Linked DNA regions of Mus musculus: region 2 is linked to region 1. The links are chromatin contacts, called in public Micro-C maps. All regions are on one chromosome and are shown on one strand. The core of a region is the stretch at or near the end of the contact, and the rest is flanking DNA. Distances in the headings are between cores, read along the strand shown.

What was found. Hi-C and Micro-C count contacts between places; a contact is called where the count stands out from the background.
Region 2: a Micro-C map of embryonic stem cells shows a contact between it and region 1, with 8 times the contacts expected there. The contact joins the promoter of Tm9sf2 here to the promoter of Farp1 in region 1. A contact is called at or near these places in 1 of 39 promoter capture datasets (liver) and 1 of 484 Hi-C or Micro-C datasets (embryonic stem cells).

What each region holds. Positions count from the first base shown.
Region 1 is chr14:121,033,225-121,037,854 of GRCm38.p6, reverse strand. It overlaps Farp1 (FERM, RhoGEF (Arhgef) and pleckstrin domain protein 1 (chondrocyte-derived)), which reads right to left and starts at 2,281. Exons shown (of 27, transcript NM_134082.3): 1 at 1,930-2,281.
Region 2 is chr14:122,104,878-122,109,507 of GRCm38.p6, reverse strand. Tm9sf2 (transmembrane 9 superfamily member 2) reads right to left here and starts at 2,426. Exons shown (of 17, transcript NM_080556.3): 1 at 2,073-2,426. The coding sequence starts at 2,240. A330035P11Rik (RIKEN cDNA A330035P11 gene) reads left to right here and starts at 2,534. Exons shown (of 4, transcript NR_015586.3): 1 at 2,534-3,724; 2 at 4,067-4,576.

The DNA.
Region 1 (4,630 bases), core at 1,032-3,531:
ATAAGAGAATATCAGTATAGAAAAGTACACTAAAAATAGACATGATATGCACACCTATCTATAATCCTGGCATTCGGGGTAACTGAGACAGGAAGATCTCCAGTGAGACCAATCAGGGATACACTCTAAGATCCTATCACAGAAGGAAGTGGGGTGCAGAGGGGGATGTTTACATCGTATATCTAACTTCAGAAGGATTCCAACTTACAGAACTCCTAAATCTTAACAGCATATCCCAAGTCAGAGGAGCACACTACAGTTCTGCACACACCCCCACCCCCACACACACCATGAGAAGGTAGTTACCTCATCGATGACCAAGTATTTCTAGCTTCCTGTGGGTTTGGCAGACATCTGCTCACTATCTACTCCACCGACTCCCCCAGTAGACCAGTCACTGCCCAATAATGCTTCTATTTATTTTACCCAGAAGCAGAGCTATTAGCCAGACATACTAAAAACACAAACGTTTCGTTGTGCTTGGAGAAGGTCCAATATTAGTGTCTTGCTGCAGACCGATGCTGCAGGAATATAAAGTGGGCTGTGTGGATGCCAGACCCACGGAAGACGTGCATTTTCAGAGACCCACCCACCTGAAAAGCTGAGGCTAAGATGCCAGCAAGAAATGTGGGGCTGAGGGGAAAGACGACAGGGATTTGAAAAGGGCCCCACCTTAGCTTTCAAAACACCAAACCAATTTTTAAAGGCAACTCCTCAACTAAAGCTTTCATAATCCAAAAGGCTTTCCCCCTCTTTCTCCATTCCTTGTTCAGATAGAAAAAGAGAAGTAAGACAACGCTAGGGGAATGTTCTGAAGTGGGCTTGGCCAAGTCCCCACGTGCAAAGCACATTAAACATGGCCCATCGTTGGGTCGAGGTTATGGTCAGAAAACGCTGCCTACTAAGGGAGGGATTGGAAGTCTGGAGGGTAAACCATGGGCAGGGGCCAGGTTTAAGGTTGTCAAACGCGGTAAACTAGCACGGAGGAAGGCTGAAACAAAAATAAATGAAACAGCCGGAGGCCACTGAACTCCGGAGCCGGAGCCGGGGAGGGGAGGAGAAGCTGAGCCTGGTAAACTGTTCCAGATGAGAGGCAGTTATTCGCTCCCACATCTTCACCAGCACGTCTCAAACCTCGTTCCTTTGTGAGCCCTACCTCCCTATTTTCTAGGGGGACTCTAGAAAATCCCTGCCAGCCGTGGTTTCCGGGTCCCAACAAGGAATCTGGTACTCCTCCACGACCCCTAGGTCTAAGACTCACCGGGGTCCGGATGGATCACAAGGCTAAAGTTTTCCGAACTTAAATCGTAAAAAATCACAATCAGAAGTTCTGAACTCCCCGTCCCCCCACACAAAAATAATAATATATATCCTGTGCTTTAAAAAGGGAGGGGGAAACTTCCCCCTCCATAAGGCAGAGAGTAAAGAGAAACAAGATCTAACTTAAGAGGGCGTGTTCCTCTTTGTCACCCACCGGGAGGTTCTCGCCGCCCGTGGGCGAGATGCAGTGACCCGGCGGCACGGCGGCACCCGTGCTGCCGGGAGACGGACCTCCAGAGCCGAGATTGCAGCCTGAGGTCCGGAAGAGGCGTCGGGGGCGCTGTCACCCGGCAGGGTGGGATGGGAGGAAGCGGGGGAGGGGCGCCCAAGGAGAGGAAGCCAAGCTGGGGAGAACCCACGAGCTCAGAGCCCCGCAGCCCAGGTCCGCGGAGGTGAGCTCCACCGGTGCCCGAGGAACCGTGGCTTCTGCTATTGTTGCGGGGCCTGCGGCCGCCGGCTACAAAAAGGACCGTTCCCGTGGACTCCGCAGCCAGCTCGGCCGGCGCCCAGGGCCGCGAGCGCGGGGACTCGCACAAGTTGCCGCCGCGGCCCGGTCCACCCAGGCGGCCGCCCTCCCGCCGCGGTCATTGTTCGCCGCACGCCTCCTACCTCGGTGGCTCCGGGTCCGGGCTGCGGGCTGCGGGCTGCAAGGCTGGCGAGGGCGCGGCGGCGGCGAGCGAGGGGTCCCCGCGGGCGGCGGGCGCGCGAGCTAGGCAGGCGGCGGCCGGCCGAGGTCCGAGCCATCAAAGGTGGCGCGGGGCGGAGGGGAGGGCGGAGCAGGCGGGGTGGGTGGGGAGCGAGCTCCGGGTCGCCGCGGCCGCCTCGACGCCCGGCCCGAGCGCCACTCGCGTGGGGAGGAGCGGCGCAGAGCGGGCGGTGGCCGCGTCCCCGCCCCGCACCTTCTCCGGGCTCCCCGCTCCCCGCAGCCGCTGCGCCCGCGCCGGGACCAGCCGCCTCCGAGGCTGTTGAGCGGGAAATGAGGGCCACCACTGCCCCTCCCAGGGCCTGGGCCGAGCCCTCGGCAGGGGGAGCCTGGGCACAGCCTGGGGACGGCGGAGAGCCACAGCCCCCTCCAGCGTCCGAGCCGTGACCTGCGCCCGCACAGCGGCCCCGCCCCGCTCCGCCCCGCCCCGGAGGCAGGTGCGCAGAAAGGTGGACCGTGGGCAGGGCCACGCCACCCTGGAGCTGTGCCTTACTTGGGCGTGTGGCAAGAGCTGGTGTCTGAGCTGCACCACCAAGCCAAGAGCGGGAAGAAGCGCCACCGCGGAGACGCGAGCGCTAGTCGCTGGTGTCCAGCGGGATGCGGAGGCCCGGAGGGAGATTCGTGGCACTGACTCCGCAGGTCGCCTTTGGAAGCCTGACAGAGAACTACGACATCACGTGGAAAGCGTTTTACAAAGACCCACGAATTCCGCCCCCCACCCCTTCCAGGCCACTAGCGCAGGCTTCCGGCACCACCCTAAGCGGCGCGGTATTCAATGCCAGAGACACAGGTGCCACCTCTGATGCTGCTCGGGCTCAGTGCCCACCACCTGAGCGAATCCCAGGACAGTGCCCAACCCCACCTCTCTCCGACCAGGGACAGCAGAATGCCCTGCTTAGTGTGGCGAGATTTAGAATGACTTGCAGTTATTTGATTCCGTTTTTTTTTCCCCCAGAACTTGGTGATATAGTCGGAAGATTCATGATCAGAAGGCCCACGATACTAGGTGACTTTCAATCACTATCCCCACCCACTAGGTGCCATTTTTCCTTCGTCCTTCTTCCCTGTCTCTGTCTGGGAAAGATCTTGGGCCACTGACCGTATGGAACACAGGAAAGCCTTGTTCTGCCGGATCCAGAGGCTAGTGTGGACCCGCCCCTAGAGCCAATTTGGCTCAGATTCCGGTCATTTTCCACCCTGGAGGAGTTCACTGACCTCAGTCGCAACTACAACGGAGCTACAACTGAACTTAACCAAGTGAAATTGTCTCTGTGGCTAGGGAGGGAGGCTGAAGACATGAAAGCTTGATTATCAGAGAGGGGCACCTGTAAGTCATGGGAGTCAAAAGCAGTCTGCGGAGGGTTGGGGCTGTTTCTTGCATGCTGCAAAATCCCTCTGGCCTCTGGGGAACCAGACAGGCCTTGGGCGATTTGCTAGAGAGAATCATGGGTGGGTTGGAAGCTAGCTCTGTGGCCAAACTGTGTGTGGCTTTACAAGTATGGGTGAGCTATTTTCAGCCAGTAATTTTCTTAAGTGTAGTGGTCAAACTGCCACCAAGAGCAGCAGCACTCGATTTTAAATTCCTCTCCCACTCCTCCCCAGAAAGTCTCCTCATGTAGCCCAGACTGGTCCTCGTGCCTCTACCTCTTAAGCATTAGGATTTCGGTCTGAACCACCAGGCCCAGTAAAGGAAAGCAAATTCAAGCAATTATCACACCTTAAGAACCGCTATAATGGGGAACCGACCACAGGTTCAGAGTCTCTTCACAGGATAAGAAGACAGTGGCCAGACTGATTTCTGAGGTTGGGACATGACATGGATGGGTTTAAAGTTATTACAGGTTATTCCCAGTGTGCAGCCTGGCTTTACTAACAACCTCTGATGCTGTGGAATCGCCTGGGAATCTTGTCCCAGTTCGGATTCTGTATCGGTCTGTTTCAAACATTCCGGGTGATGTATTTTGGTTGGTCCGGGGACTGTGTTGGCAGACATGTGCTGTGTCCCATGACTAAAGCAATATAGTACCAAAAAGGCAAACCATAACATTTCCCCAGTCCACCCTCACCGAAGATCCCCTTTTTCTACATTTAGTGTTTGGTTCAACTGACTTGAGTGTCTAGGATATGACCAGTTTGGTTTTGCTCTCAGAGTTATTTATTGGGTCTTTGTATGTCGGGATGTAGATGCCACCATGCATGTATGTGAAGGTCAGAGGACAACTTGTAGGAGTGGTTTCTCCTTCCACCAAGTGGGTTCCAGGAATCAAATGTGCATCATCAGGATTGGTACCGAGCACCAAAGCACCCTTACCCCACTGAGCCATCCTGTAGGCTCTGGCCATGCTGTTTTATTATCTCAGCATTAATAATAACTAAGAAGGTAACTGGTTTTGGAGGCAATCCGAGGGAGCCAGAAGTCTGAGGAGGAGCTGGTGGGAAGACGATCACTATGGAGATTAGGACGAGAGCCCCTCCATGCTCAGAGCCCCTCCATGGCACAGAATTCACTCAATTAGATTTGTCGCTATCACTTCAGCCCCTATAACCAAGGTGTCTCTTGTCGTAGCAAATCACATCTGCCTCTCGAGTTCAGAATATACTTAGGAT
Region 2 (4,630 bases), core at 1,177-3,676, 1.1 Mb before region 1:
CAGGAAATATGGAGTGGTATGTTTATGTTCTCCTGTCCCCAGTTCCTGTATTGAAAAAGTAGACCCTTAGGCAATGGTACTATGAAGGAAAGCCTTTTAGGGATGACCAAGTCCTGGGGACAGAGTTCTCATGAATGGTTTAGTGTTCTCAAAAAATAGGCTAAAGAAGCTCTTTCATCCCTCCCACCACATGAGGCATACATACACATGGACGAGGAAGAAAATGAATCCTCACCAGACCCTAAATCTGTGAGCACCTAAAACTTTGATTTCTCAGCCTCCCAAACTGTGAGGTAAATTTCTGTTTGGAAAAGAGGGAAGGGATGTTTGTAAAGTTACCATCTTGACCGCAGGAATAAAAATTTAAACTGTTTACTAAGCAGAATAGCTCCCTACTGAGAGAAAAGGGAAGATGTCTAAGTCTCCACGCCAGCTAGTTAGAGAAGAGCCTAGGGACATTTGCCCTCTTCCTACTGCTAACGGAGTAGCTGAGAACAAGGACAGCAAGCCAACATCCAGAATATGATCTGTCTTGCCTGTTTCATCCCCACACCTATCTAAGTCAAACCCTCAAAGGATCAGAAACTTCAAAAGGACACTTAAAGACCTTGTGAGACAACACAAATCACCCACAAATCCACTCACACTTCTCTCTAAAGTCCGTGTCCAGTGTCACATCTCTGCTGCTTCTCCAGAAGACTCTAATCCACAAACATTTCCTCATCTATGCTCTCTAGGTATGTGGACCATACCTTTCGTAACATCAGATTTTATTAATAAGCCTCTGTTCTCCAGTGGCTGATGGAGGAGCCAGGAATGTATTTCTCTAAGAAATTACGAATACAACACACATTCACTGTTCATTTACAGACCAAGTACTTGTTTATAAAGGTTGGCTTCTGAAATATTTAACAGAAAAATTCAGTGTGCCTGTAAGACTGGATCTCACTTTAGGTCAGAACTCTCTAGAAGGAGGCAGAAGTTCCTGCTTTTCCGGGTACCACAGTTAATGGACTGTGTGCCTGGGTGAATCTTACCGATTGGTAGGCATTATTGAACCCTCTACGACTTACGTGTCATAGATACACGTTTGTTTCTTTCTAAAACTGTAGTGACCATGTTAACGCCACACAGGATAGCCCACAAACCTAAAGAGAAGCTGCAAAATGCCATGAAAACTTTAATAGCCTCCCTAATACTCTAAAACAACCTCAAAATTCACAACTGTGGTATAGCTAAGAGTCATAAAATAAACACCAGCTTAAAATTTTAGTAAATAAAAAGTGTAAACGTTTTCTTAACCATTATTTGAAGTATTAAAATTAACGGTTTCTGAGAGGCCCTGGATCCTCCAAATGGTTAAGTTTTAGTAACTTTACGAAATAATGGTGTATTGTGATGCTCTACACCTGATACCTAAAAGCTGCTTTCAGCTGGTAAACTGAAAAACGTGTGGGCGGATGGCCTACGAAACCAACATTTTCAAGGCAGGTTCTTTCTCCCGCTCTCTGCTGCTTTTTAAGTGTTTAAAGCCATCGCGGAGAAACCCATTTGGGGGTCTCTTAAAAATTTTATAGCTTAAAAAAAAATTTAAAGGCCAGGGACTAAACTTAACTACAACTAGTCTTTATTAACGCGGTTTTCAAGGAGGGTTAGAATGCGTCACAATCCACAGGTTAAATGATCAACTAGTATTCTTGAAGTTCGGTATCAAAGTCCTAGAGAGAATAAGCCGTCATGACCAGGAGTTCTAGGAAAGTGCAATAAAACAGTGAGCTACGAAATTAAGTTACTGGAAGTTGTCGCTCGGCTGGGAGCGCCCCGTGTGGGCATCGGGTCACCGCGTACCTGCGTGCAGGCCAGTCCAAGGGCGCTCCGCAAGCCGCCGGGGTCCGGGCAAAGCGCCCCGAGCTGCAGCGACGAGCCCGCGGGGACCACCCGGGGTCCGCAGGCCCCCGTCCCGTCGCGGCTCGAAATGCGACCCCACCCACAGCTACGCCCCTTCCCGCTCCTTGACCCCGCTCCTAGACCCCGCTCCCACCGCGGCGCGCAGCCCGACAGGCCTCCCCCACCTTGCACTCGTTGCTCTTCTCTTCGGCGCAGAAGTTGACCGGCGCCAGGCCGGGCAGGTAGAAGGCGCTTCCCGGGCGCGGGCCTGGGACCGTCCCTAGCAGGAGCAGCGACAGCAGCAGCAACCTGGAGCCTTGCGCTGGCGGCGACGCTGGCGGCCTGGAGCTCATGCCGGCGGCTGTGAGAGGCGAGCGGCCGAGCCGAGGGGGACGGCGAGGAAGGAGGGGTCCGGGGCGCTCGGAGATCACCTCAAGGCCCGAGCGCAGAGAAGGCCGGCCCGCAACGGCTAGTTCCGGTTACGCTAGGAGACACCGCGGGCCCCGCGACAGAAACCGAAGCGGGCCTCCACGGAGCATGCGCGGGGCCGCACGCACATGCTCAGTGCCGGCGCCGCAAGCGCAGCGGGCTCTTTCCGGGCGGGGCGGCCAAGAGATCCGCGTTCCGGGATCTGGGTGACTTCCGCCTGCGCGCTTCCGGCACCCACAGTCGGGTTCCAGGTTCCACCGTGGCGCTCCAGAGCGCCGCGCTTCTCGGGCGCACCTCTTCTCTGCCCTCTGTCACCTCATACCCGTCAGTCCGCTCAGGACTGATGAACCAAGTACTTTCTGATGGAGACCGAGTTGGTCGATGAGGCAGAGCTCAGGGGTTACCTAGTTGGGGCCAGGGTAAGGGAACAAATGGAAAGAGCGGTTCGTAAATCTTTAAACAGCTCTTAGAGGTTATTTGCAAGAATAATTCCTAAGCATCGGAAATGCTGGGACATTCTTGTGTGGGAGAAGTGTGCACACAACAAACATATCTTTCAGAAAGTCGAAATGAGATAGATGAGAGAGGGTAGTAAATATAAAGTAGCAATGGCAGGTTGCAATGAAGATACCGGGGCTTAGTTAAGCAAAGCAGTCGTGTTAAGGAAGACTATTACGGCATTATTACTCTTCGACAAGGTGCATAGCTTTTCCCATTGATAATGGGAAATGGTTATGTCTCTGTGTTAGTGCGCAAGCATTATGCTCAAGGAGGAGAAAAGTTTAGCATAAAAAGCCCATGGAGTTTTAGACTTCAACCGAATTCTTCCCCAAGTGCATCATCTTAGAATATAAAACACAGTCCTGGATGACTGTAACCCCCAAATTCAAGAAAAGGCAAATTCAGAAAATAGGTAAATTCAAAAAAGTTTGTAGTCTCATGCTATTAAATTTTTTCTGTGTGCTCATATATTGCTCCCTTCCCCAAAGTTTACAACTAACCAGATTTTCAATGGCTCTAGCACCTACAGAAAGAACTACTGACATACCTAAAAAGAGCTTTAACATCAAAGGTAATTTGTACTGGCTGAGCGTCCTGGCTTTGGAACATTGTGATCTAGCGATGTGCCTCTGGGCATGGGTTCATCACTGGAGAAATGAAAGTTAGAAGAGAAGACAAGGGTGCTCACCCTCTCAAAGAGTGGTAAAGATTAAGTTAAAAAATACTATATCACAAAAAAATAGGTGATATAGTAGTTGTCCCAGGCGGTCCTGACCACTTTTATAACAAAAGGAGGCGTGTCCATCAGCGCACACCATCTCAAATACATGCACATACTGAACTTTGGGCTAAGTCAAGACAACGCCCTTTGTCGAAAAAGGAAGCAGCTGTCTCCAAATATAAAGAGGTAGGATTAACACCCCCCACACACCTTACCTATTTTTCTGATAATACCAAACTAGACCTTCACTGCCGTAGCTCCCGCTCCAACCTTGCCATTACTACTTTTTTCTACCTGTGACAATCTCACTGTCCATAGCTGGCATGCTGCTCGCTGTGCCACTGAGTTCTTTTGGTGGTCTCTAGGCTCCTACCTACCACGCTAGGCCACTCTGTAGGTCTCCCCAGCTTCTACTTGTGCTAAGAGGGATAATGTAGAATGTAGGTGTCCCCCATTTCCACCGCTGCTCCTCGGTGTCTACCAATTTCGGAAACGATCGTGTTTATTGTTCACTGTCTCACTTCCCAGGGCTGCAGGGGCCTGGTCTCTGCATCTTCCAACTCTACAGCAGGGCCTGGAGAGACGAAGGCGAAGCAAACTAGAAGTGCTCGCTCGGCCCTGGTCGCCGGAGGACACAGGTTCTAGACCTGAATTTAGGGTCGCAGACTTGCGGTGCTAACGCCTGAGGGTTCCCAGGGTTTCCCGCTCGCTTTCACAGACCACCACAAGCTTAAGACCGAGAATCACTTCCCAGGATGGCCTGGGATACTCAGTGATGAACCCACGGTGACCTGGTGCTTCCTGCCCCGAGACCTGACAGCCTCAACACTCTGGGTAAAGTAAATTAAAAACCCGGACAACTGGAGTCTTTGAGAATGAAAACGACATCGGGATTCCAGACAGCTGACTCGCTCAGAGCTCCAACTGGGTGTACGCACGGCGAGTAAAGCCAACTCCTACAACGACACGTCACCGTGCTGGGCCGCTTCTTGGCTGGTGGGCGGGGCGACCCCTACTTCCGGATCCGGCCTCTTCTGGGTAACGCCTCACCTGCGGTTCCCTAGGTTACCTGATGGCGGGAGGGGGCGGGGT